2 separate regions of the Rattus norvegicus genome follow, and region 2 is linked to region 1. A link is a contact called in public Hi-C data. All regions are on one chromosome and are shown on one strand. The core of a region is the stretch at or near the end of the contact, and the rest is flanking DNA. Distances in the headings are between cores, read along the strand shown. Region 1 holds the start of Cbr4 (carbonyl reductase 4). Region 2 holds the start of Nek1 (NIMA-related kinase 1).

Region 1 (5,541 bases), core at 945-3,444:
CACACACAGCCTCACACACACACACGCACACAGACAGACACACACAGACACACACACAGCCTCACACACACACACACTCACACACACTCACACACACACATACACCACACATACAGCCTCATACACACACACGCATACAGCCTCACACACACACACAGCCTCACACACACACACTCACACACACTCACACACACACACATACACCACACATACAGCCTCATACACACACACGCACACAGCCTCACATACACACACACACACAGTCACACACACACAGCCTCACACACACACACAGCCTCACACACACAGCCTCACACACACACACATACACCACACATACAGCCTCATACACACACACGCACACAGCCTCACGTACACACACACACAGTCACACACACACAGCCTCACACACACACACAGCCTCACACACACAGCCTCACACACACACACACTCACACACACACACATACACCACACATACAGCCTCATACACACACACACACGCACACAGCCTCACACACATACATACAGTCACACACACACGCACACAGACAGACACACACAGTCACACACACACACAGCCTCACACACACAGCCTCACACACACAGCCTCACACACACACAGCCTCACACACACAGCCTCACACACACAGCCTCACACGCACACACACACACACACACACACACACACACACACACGCGCGCGCGCGCGCGCACACACACACATATATCTCAAACCTACTGAGTTGCAGCACTTACTAGGCTCAGGCAAGACTACAATGAGTTTGAGGCCAGTTTGGCTACCTGACAAGACCTCATCTAAATAAGAACACAATTAAACAGAACACTTGGAAAACAACTCATGTATTTATTTTTCAGCCATTTTAAAGCCTTTTCAGATTTAGGCAGAAGAAAAATAAAAACTTTAAAATTAATGCTCAACTTCCATGGTAGCTCCCTTCCTCCCATTTACAAATCAATTCTTAGACCCAGCTTTGCCAGATTTCCACGCCTTCAGTCCTCGCTGGCCTTTTTGATTTCTGGTGTACTTTACTTAACAATTTAGCCCACTAATGTTTTATGTGAATTAGTCCGGTTGTCCCAGAATCTCCCCTGCCCCCCCAGGGGGCATGGTCTATATTTTCTTTATTTAATACACTAAATATTCTGTCAAGAAATGCTCTCTTTACACTAGAATGGTAACTAATGATGCCTTTGGTGGAGGGAGGGGAGGGACTGTTGAGACAGAGTTCTCTGTGTAGCCCTGGCTGTTCTGGAACTCTCTCTAGACCTAGACTTTGGCCTTCAACTCAAGAAAATGGCATACTTCTGCCTCCCTAGTGCTGGGATTAAAGGTGTGCACCACCGCATCCAGCTAACCTTTTTTTGGTTTTAAAGCACTCAAAACATCTTATTTTGGAGTACAGGAACCCAGTACTGGCAATAACGATCTAAGCTTGCTCTTTAATCTTCAGGCTATTCTGATCAGTCAAAGAGTGTGGAGGCCCATGCCTGTACATGCCAGCAGCACTCTGGAGTCTGAGGGAGAAAAATCATTGAGAATCTGAGGTCAGCCTGGGCTATATAGTAAGCACTAGGCCAGCCCGGGTAACATAGCAGGTCTCTTCCTCAAAAAGAGGAGCACAAACATTTACTGTGCAGTGTTCTTTCTTTGTTGCTTTCTTAGAGACAGGATCCCATTCTCTAGACCAGGTTGGCCTTGAACTCTCAGTGATTCCTCTGCCTCGACCTTCTGAGTGCTGGGTGTACAGGCCTGAGGCAGCACACGGGGCTGTGTTCTTTGACAGGACATCTACCCTCATAATAATATTGCAGTGCAAAGCCAATGTCTACAGTAACTTGGGAGACCACTTTACACTTGAACAGGTTTTGTCTGCAGTAAAAAATGTGGGTGAGCCAGGACAAGTCCACACTCAGAAGGACATAATGTGATTGCTAACTCTGGTTTTTCCTGGAAAGTCCACCATTTTAGCAACCCTATTATCTCTGAACAGAGGATTGGTCCTTTGTTCCTTGGTGCCAACTAACCAGGCATAGGAATAGGCAGTCAGCTACAGTTACTGAAATGCTCACAGGCTCAAGCGAGCAAGGACTACAAGTCCCAGCATGCAATGCAACCTTACAAGAGTCCATGTACACCGACGTCTAATTCTTGCGCCTTGTTCTGTGGCCCGGGTCGGTTGTCCAAAGAGCTTGTTGAATTGTTTTTCCAGTTGTTGTGCCTTTATTATAAGTTCTGTGTCTTAGGGATCCATCTTGCCGGTCCGAGGTCCAAGATGGACAAAGTCTGTGCGGTTTTTGGAGGCTCCCGGGGCATCGGCAAGGCTGTAGCCCAGCTAATGGCCCAGAAGGGTTACCGCCTGGCGATCGTCGCCAGAAACTTGGAAGTGGCCAAAGCCACTGCGAGCGAGCTCGGCGGTAGGTACCGGAAGGGTCCCCGCTGCGAGGCCAAGTTTAAGTGCTTGAACTCCAGTCCATGGGCCCCGGGCTACTGTCCGTGTATTCCAGTCTGCGCCCCAGATCTTTCGTGCCCCATGACCAAGCCCTCACTGCGGCTCTCGCCTACTCCAGGCAGACTCTGAGGACCCCTAACAAATAGCTGTCTTCCTCGAGGCCAGAGCTGATATTGAGAGACGCTTTGCTCAGGCCTCTGGTAGGAGAGAGTGAATAATGCGATTATACTGAAAGGAGAGACGTCAGGTACAAATGGCTAGGTTGCATTTTGCTGAGAGCTCTTGCCCTTTGTGAAGGCACACGACAGTATTTCAAAGAGAAGCTCTTGATAGGTCAGGGTGGCTTTCCCAAGCTCATTAATGACTTTAATAAGTTACTAATTTGTTTTCCCAGACCCTTTTATTGTATTTCAATTCCAGGTGCCCCCTCCCCACTGGTTATCAACGGATATTAGTCATTGAATTGCAAGTTTAAGTCTCAGTTGGAGAAGGCAACATGGAAGAATGGAGAAAAATACACATCACTATCAGGAAAGCATTGGGCCTATTATAGGTCTAAGTGTGTCTGGTGCCTGCTGTATTTCTTTACTTATATGAAAATAGCCTTGATATGTAACTCACACTGGCTTTGAACTTGTGATTCTGGTGTCTCAATCTCCATGTTGCTGAGATGACCTTACTGTGGTGCAACAGTGACATCTTTAGGACAGAGTACCCTTTGAACCTGCAGTGTAGTATCCAGTTTTCCCGGGTACAGGGGGTCTTACTATGCAGTTTAGGCTTCCCTTAGGTCAAGATCTGGTCTGTGCCTCCTCAGCATCGGGAACACAGGGGAGCACATCTGTTCATGCTGGTGCAAAGCCTCAGCACCTAGTCAGCACTGCTTCCAGTTTGCCAGACAACTGATAGTCCACCTTGCCCTGTGGACTAGTTAGTCACCTGTTCTTCCACTCTCCAACATGTAGTTGGTTCATCTTGGTGTATCCCTATCATAAATTGAGGAGCATGTGTGGTAACATGGTAGCTTATTAAATACACAGTACTTTTCCTTTGAAGTCTAATTTCCTGCGTATGGTGATAGGGATCAGGGAGTTCTACTGAGCCACCTCTCTGCCTACACTGACCACAAGCTTACAGTAGTAATCTCCTGTCTGAATGCCGAGACTGCAGGTATACATTAGTTATCATGCCCAGATTTTATTACCATTTTAAAAGTCACTTATTTTTTGGTTGGACGGGTACCTATATGCCATTGTGTACACATGGAAGTCAGAACAGTTTGTTCTTTCCTTCCATATGAGTCTCCAAGGTTCAACCCAGATGTCAGGCTTAGTGGAAAGTGCCCTTAACCAATGCGCCATCTTACTGGCCCAGACTACTTTTATTTTTAAACTTTCCAAGCTTATTTCTTCTTAAGGGTGGAGGTCTCACCCAGGATTGCTTGAGTCTAGCAAGTGCCAGCATTGTGGATAGCAGGGTACTCATAGTCCTTGTGTCTCAATCTCCCACTCAGAAAAACCCTAAAGCTCAAGGTAGGTCTCGGTAATGTTTTATTTTATGTACCCACTGTATCCCAGCATTTGGCAGGCTGAGGCAAGAGGAGCCTGAGTTTTGAAGTCAGTCCAGGCAACACAGTAAAAACTTTGTCTCAGAGTAGAAAAATCAAAACCAAACAACAATAAAACCAAACACACACACACACACACACACACACACACACACACACACACACACACACACACACAAAGAGAAGGAAGAAACAAACCCTCATTATTTCTCCTTCACTTCCATCCACTCTGTCTCTCTCATTGGTCTCCATGAGAACAGGAATCCAGGATATCCTTTTGTCTCTAGGCTCGTGGCTTACCTTAAGAGTCTAATGATAAAGCCAGTAAATTGAAAGTCAAGTTAAGATTTCTAGGTAATTCCGACCTAACTTTGTTTTGTAGGAATCCACTTGGCATTTAGGTGCAACATTGCCAAAGAAGGAGATGTTCACAGTACATTTGAAGAGATGGAGAAACATTTAGGTCCAGTAAATTTCTTGGTAAATGCAGCTGGTATTAACAGGTTGGTCAAAGATTGGGGTGAATTTCTGATACCTGTTTTAAAAGATTCTTTTCTTAATATGTTCATGGCTTAGTGTCTTTTTTTCCATTGCTATTACAAAATGTCACAACCAAAGGCTATATATAAAACAAAGTGTCCAATTGAGGTTATGGTTTCAGAGTGTTAAAGCCATGTTGGTGGAGTAAAGCCACCCTAGTAGCAACAGCCAGGAACTTGTACTGAGAACTGCGTCTGGGAGGCAGGGGTAGGGCACAGGGGAAATAGAGCCAGTCTTTGAAACCTCAGAGCCCACTCCCAGTGACATACCTCCTCCAACAAGCCATTCTCCCTACTCTTTCCCAAGCTTGGTCCTAAACTGGGGCCAAGAATTCAAATATATGAGCTATGGAGACCATTTTCATCCAGAACACCACAATTAGTATGATACAATATATTAGGCTATTTTATTTCTAACTGGAAAGACTTATTTCAAAAATCGTCAATCTATACATTCTTTTATTTAAATGATGTGTGTGTGTGTGTGTGTGTGTGTGTGTGTGTATCTTCATGTTAGTATATGCAGATACATGTATCCCCCAGAAGCTAAAGAGGGCATCAAATCCCCTAGAGATGGTGATACAGGCGCCTGTGAGCTACTTGATATGGATGCTTGGAACTGAACTTTCACCCTCTATGAGATCAGTGTGTGCTCTTAATCAATGAGCCAGTTCTTTAGCCTAGTTCTTTTATGTTGAGCTAAATGTCCAGTTGGCTCGGTCCTAACAGACCCTCACTGAATATCACCTAGCATGCCAGAGACTCCCTTAGGCTCTTCTCAGAGGAGAGCAGTGTTCTGAGTTCCATTGATCATAACAAGCTTAATACTGATGTATATAGGATAATAAATGTAATCATAATAGGATGAGGGGAGTTGTTATTCTTTTAAAGATGAGTTTAGGAGAAAATAGGTTTACAGTCTCGTTAAACAAGGCAGAGCTAGCAGGAAACCATTTGGTTG
Region 2 (5,541 bases), core at 2,185-4,684, 470 kb before region 1:
GGCTCCTCCCCAGTCTGCTGGTCATGGAATCCTCATATTGACAGGAGTTTGATGTTTTCTAGAGAGATGTTCAAGATATATTGTTGAATTATTTATGTGTGTACCATATACCATAAATAGATGTATCTTAACTCATTTTAAAAGATTAGTACTACTATGCATACATACATGAGTATTCTTTATGAACATAGAAATATTTTTGTACACTTGAGTACTAGATTGTTCCAAGGAGCAAAACTACATTTGTTTAAAAGGAATATCCACTAGAATACTTAAGAAGACTAAAACCTAGTGACTTTTCCTTTCTAATCCCTTCTTTCCTCAAAAATACATCAACATAACAGGTGAAATAACAGTAAAAATGGATCCTATTTAGCTTTGGGATATTTCACTGTTTAAATATCTTGTGACCGAATCAATTTTGGTAGACAATTAAATGGTTTCTAGGTTATCCGCTTATCATAGTCAATTCCACATGTTCCTTTTTGGCTCCATGCTTCAGGAAGTGAAATTCTAAAGTGAAGAGTGTACACATTGACAACATGCTTTTAGAAAGACTAGCAATTTCTATTCCCAGCAACAGCTTGACAGCTGCCTAAAGCATTATCTTCAGACATAACCAACTAGCCATTCTCTATGCAAGCCGCAGAAAGGGGTTTACTTAGATTAGCACATGGCAGTGTTGCCCCCTCACTTTGCCGGACAGCGTTATGTGGATAGAAATAGAGTTGTTCTTTAGATAGAAAAATTCCTGCCAGCTGGAGTTGGATGGGGCTAAAGATTAGAAGCAAACACATATGGAAAATAAGTCTTTTGTACTTGTGTGGAGATTGAAGAACTGAATCTTGGGCTGGAGAGATGCTCAGCGGTTAAGAGCACTGACTGCTCTTCCAGAGGTCCTGACTTCAATTCCCAGTAGCCACGTGGTGGCTCACAACCATCTGTAATGGGTTCCGATGATGCCCTCTTCTGGTGTCTCTGAAGACAGCAACAGTGTACTCATAGACATAAAACAAATAATAAAAAAACAGCTGAAGCTCAACTTTTTTTTTTTTTTAGTGTACTAGCTTGGGTGATTTGCAGTGTCACTATCTGGCAAAGAAACCCCTAATCTATTTCCAAGTTAGAAATAATTATAAGCTCCTGAACCTAGAAAAATTGTCTTGAGTGTGTGGGGTGGGGAAGGGATGGGAAAAGAGAAAGAAGGAGTTCAAGTTATCCTATCTAAATCATCTGACCTCAGATCTCAGGCAAGGTCTGTGCAACCTCTGTAGAGTCAACACATGAATGGACAACACAGTCAGCAACTGTGGCTGTATACAAAGACACTATCCTGTTCCTGCTGCAAGTGTGGACTTTCTAGGAGTGTCATCCACTAGTTTACTGAGTAGAGCTACTCAGGATGACACTAGGTTTGTTCTCAACTGTTTCAATTCCTGCACCGAGTGTTTTTTAGTCTGTTGTACCACCGTCAGTCCCTTTAGTATAAAGCATACACACAGTAAACATAAAATATTGTAACTTTGTATGTTTTTAATATGCAATCCTTCATTTCATTTTTATTTTGTAATTTTTTCGACTATTTACTTATCGTTAGAGTTTAGTTTTACCCCTATGAGAGTCTTGCTTGCAAGTTTTTTTAAAGCATCTTTTTTCTTTAAGATTTATTCATTTATTATATATAAGTACACTGTCGCTGCCACACCAGAAGAGGGCATCGGATCTCATTACAGATGGTTGTGAGCCACCATGAGGTTGCTGGGAATTGAACTCAGGATCTCTGGAAGAGCAGTCAGTGCTCTGAACCGCTGGGCCATCTCTCCAGTTCCCTCCCTCCCCCTTTTAAAAAAAGACTTATGTATTTATTCTATATAAGTACACTGTAGCTGTCTTCAGATACACCAGAAGAGGACGCCAGATCCCATTACGGATGGTTGTGAGCCACCTTGTGGTTGTTGGGACTTGGACCTCTGGTCAGTACTCTTAACCACCGAGCCATCTCTCCAGCCCTGTAACTTTGTATTTTAAAAATTAAAGATAAAACTGCTTCGTTTTATTGCACAAAGCACTGTGCCAGTGCTTGCAGAAGCCAGAGGTTTATTGTGAGCTAACCAGACCAGGGTTCTGGGACTCAATCCCTGATCCTCTGTCTTAACAGCTGTTTCTCCAGTCCCTCAAAATAACTTTTTAAAAGGCTTTGCATTTAAACAAAAACTACTTGTAAATATTTGGCATCCTCAGTTAAGTAATGAGCACTCAAATTAAAAATACCTTATCTGTGTACCGCGTGGGAAAATTAATATGCTTTCTTCAGTCTGAATCCTATTCCCGAGCGAATTTCCCGCCTTCACTCAGCCTAATTCTTTTACATTTTTCTACTAACACCCCTCTCTCACACCCTCCTTCAGTAACGCAAGCTCTCCTCGTGGTACTTGGAGTGTTTAACCCCTGGAGTTCCTCCCGTCTCCACCAGCCCCGCCTCGAGTCCTCCGTGCTTGCACCTATGCACTTGTTCAGTCACCCCCTCTAGTCTCCCGACTGCCTAGCAGCTTTGGCTGAAACACTCTCAGATGGCCCCACCCTTTACCGATGCCCTGCCCCACTCCCTTAGTCCCTCCCCGATTTTGCCTTACGCCTCCCCGGCTTACTGCGCCTAGCCCCGATTCCGCCTAGCCCCCATTCCGCCCTTTCTAGCTTGCACCTATCCACCCTTTTCTTCCTCGCCTTCTTTCTCCTCTAGGCCCGCCTCTGGTCCTCCACGCTCCCCGCCAGCTCAGCTGCTTGCTGTTGGCCCGGCCCCATTCGCTTTCCTAGTCCGTAACCCCGCCTTTCCCAGAAGCCCGCCCCGCTAGTCCCGCCCGGCCCTTGCATCTACCGCGGGTAGGCTTGCCTGGCCCCGCCCACCACGCTTCCTGGCTCCTCCCCTGCAGCACAGCTACAAGTTGACTCTTGCGCGCTGACGTCACACGCCAGCGACAGTGACGCGCGGGCCGTTCCCCTTTCCTCAGCTGTACCGCTATGGTTTCAGGGCGGCAACGTGCGGTGTCCTTACCTTGAGCCTGTGCAGTTCTCCGCACCATAGTCACTGTGGCGAGGCGGAAGGACTTGGGCGGAAGGTAGCCTTCCAGTCCCACACGCTGCGGGTCCGCGCCGGTCCAAGCCACCTCGACCTGTGAAGTTGGGGGCGGTACCCAGGAACTCACCCTGTGCAGCCGCCGTTTCCAAGGGGTCAGGAACCGCTGTGTTTGTTTCGTCCGCGTAGCCAGGGCCGGTCCCAGAGCACTGTGCCTGACCCGACGGTGACCAAGCCTGACGCGTCAGCTAGAGACCAGTGTCAGGTGTAGGAGTCGCAGTCTGGGCTGCTGGGTAGACTTGGCTTTCTCTTACAGCATGTCATTTTCAAAATGCACCGTGGTGCCTCTGCCTTAAGTCCTATAGGAAGACCCTGCCGCATTTAGACTGGTGCTTATGGTCGTCACTGTTGTTCTGATTCAGGTCCCGTGTCATTGAGGTGAGTTGCACGTGGGGAAGTAGTGACAAGCAGAACGGTGAATTCACCGGGAGTGAGGAGACCTGTATAGATCTTAAGTAGAATGATTGAATACTCGCCTTAAGTGTTTGCACTTAAAGCACCTTTCTCTCCTTAAATTGTTAACTGGGAGGACCTGTGTTTGGCTCAAAGCAATTCTTTGGTAACCTAAAAGGATAACGCACTCTTAATAGATAAGCTAATCTAAGTAGGTGATGTTCATTTAAATAGATTAGATCTTAACTGTATATTTAATGAGAAAAAAAAAGCAGTTAGCTGATTACCCTAAAACCTAATGTATCGCTTCTCTTTCCATGGTTTGACAGAATTCCCGTGTGCAAAGTATTAAAAGTTTTATTAATAGTTTATAGTTTCTTCCCTTTGGGAAGGGGTTCTGGGGATTGGATTACAGGACCTCAGTTTTGCTAGGTAGGTGATCTGCCACTGAGTTATATACCCCACCCATTTTTTTATTCTTTCCTGTATGAACTCCATAGAAGGAGAAATATTATTGCCTACATAAATCACATCGGAAATGTTTGTGAAGGCTTAAAAGCTCTAAGCTTTAATGATGGGCTTTGTTTATGCTGTAGTAAGTAGGGATGATGGGTAGCAGCCAGACAGAAAAAGTAGTTCCTTGTTTCTAGATTCTAGGATCTAGAGGTCTACATTTAAAATTGCCTCTTGTTCTGTTGAAACCTGAGTAACTGATTTTGTGGCAAAACTGGTTTTTACACATTAAAAGAAGTCTGTTAGAAATCTGATAAAGGCTGTGAAACTTAACCACAGTTCTTTTGAGGTCGTGTTACTAATCCATTGGCACTGTAGTCCAAGTAGGTTTTACACTCCTAGTCTGCTTTCTTGTCTAAATCGTGGACATGATAGCTTTCGCACATAGAAAATGTCTCTTTGCTTGTTGCTTATTTCTCCTATAAACTCCTTGGGTGTTGTCTGAATATATTTACTAAGAAGAAAACACACTTAAAAACTATTAGCAATTCTCTATTTTGTTTTCTAATGTTTCCTCATAATGAAAAGATAGAGAATTTTCCTTCCTGAGAAAGCACATTGACCCCTTTCTACAACTCAGGCTGTCTCTATTGATTTGGAAGAACCATGTCTGTAGATTTTTGTCTGCAGACAGTACCAGACAACTTCTTGGCATCTGTTGTCACCTATTCCTAATGTTTACCTTTGGAATAAATAGCGTGTCCATCAAATATCTGAAACAGCCAGTGCTTAATGTCTGTCATTGTGTGTTTTCTTGACCGATGGAGATGCAGTTTTAAATTCCTATACTATGAAAATTTTAATATGTGGTTCATAATATTGTATCAAACATTACTTATTTGAAACAGTTCTTACAAAAATATAAAGGAACCTATCTAATTTGACTAGAGTTGAGGAATATTTTTTTCTAGAGCATAATTGATATACTTAAAAAGAAGCAAGATATTGTAACACAAATTTAAATGTTAAGGTGAAATGTTTGGAAATGAGAAATCGTTCAAGTATGTTATTTTTCCCAGTACTAGAGATTAACCCACGGGACTGGTGCATAGTAGGCAGATGCTTCTGCCTCCAACCTATACCCCATCCTGTTCAATATTTAAGTAGGGCCAACAAGATGGACCAACAGATAAAGGCACTTGCCACCAAGCCTGATGCCTGATGACCTTAGTTCGGTCCCCTTGACCTACTTACATAGTGGAAGAAAAAAAAACAAATGCCCACAAGTCTTCTTAGTGTACACACACACACACACACACACACACACACACACACACGTGTGTGTGTGCAGTCTCTCTCCACATAAACTAGTTTTTTTTTTTAATTTAAATAGGAGAAATTGCTCTGTATTCTTATACCAGTATACAATCAATATATAATCAGTATGGCTGATTACCATTTACTTTTGTTTTGACTCAACTCTAATACAAAAGACTGAAGACTTCTCAACTCTTCATCTCCCTTCTTTGGAAGCCATATTACTAGTTTGTGTCCTTATCGAG

The links. Hi-C and Micro-C count contacts between places; a contact is called where the count stands out from the background.
Region 2: a contact with region 1 is called in a Hi-C map of liver, with 4 times the contacts expected there. The contact joins the promoter of Nek1 here to the promoter of Cbr4 in region 1. A contact is called at or near these places in 4 of 12 Hi-C or Micro-C datasets (the A7r5 cell line, the Rat2 cell line, frontal cortex and 1 more).

What each region holds. Positions count from the first base shown.
Region 1 is chr16:33,653,225-33,658,765 of GRCr8, reverse strand. Cbr4 (carbonyl reductase 4) reads left to right here and starts at 2,194. Exons shown (of 5, transcript NM_182672.2): 1 at 2,194-2,439; 2 at 4,424-4,544. The coding sequence starts at 2,298.
Region 2 is chr16:34,126,469-34,132,009 of GRCr8, reverse strand. Nek1 (NIMA-related kinase 1) reads left to right here and starts at 3,434. Exons shown (of 33, transcript NM_001106082.3): 1 at 3,434-3,511.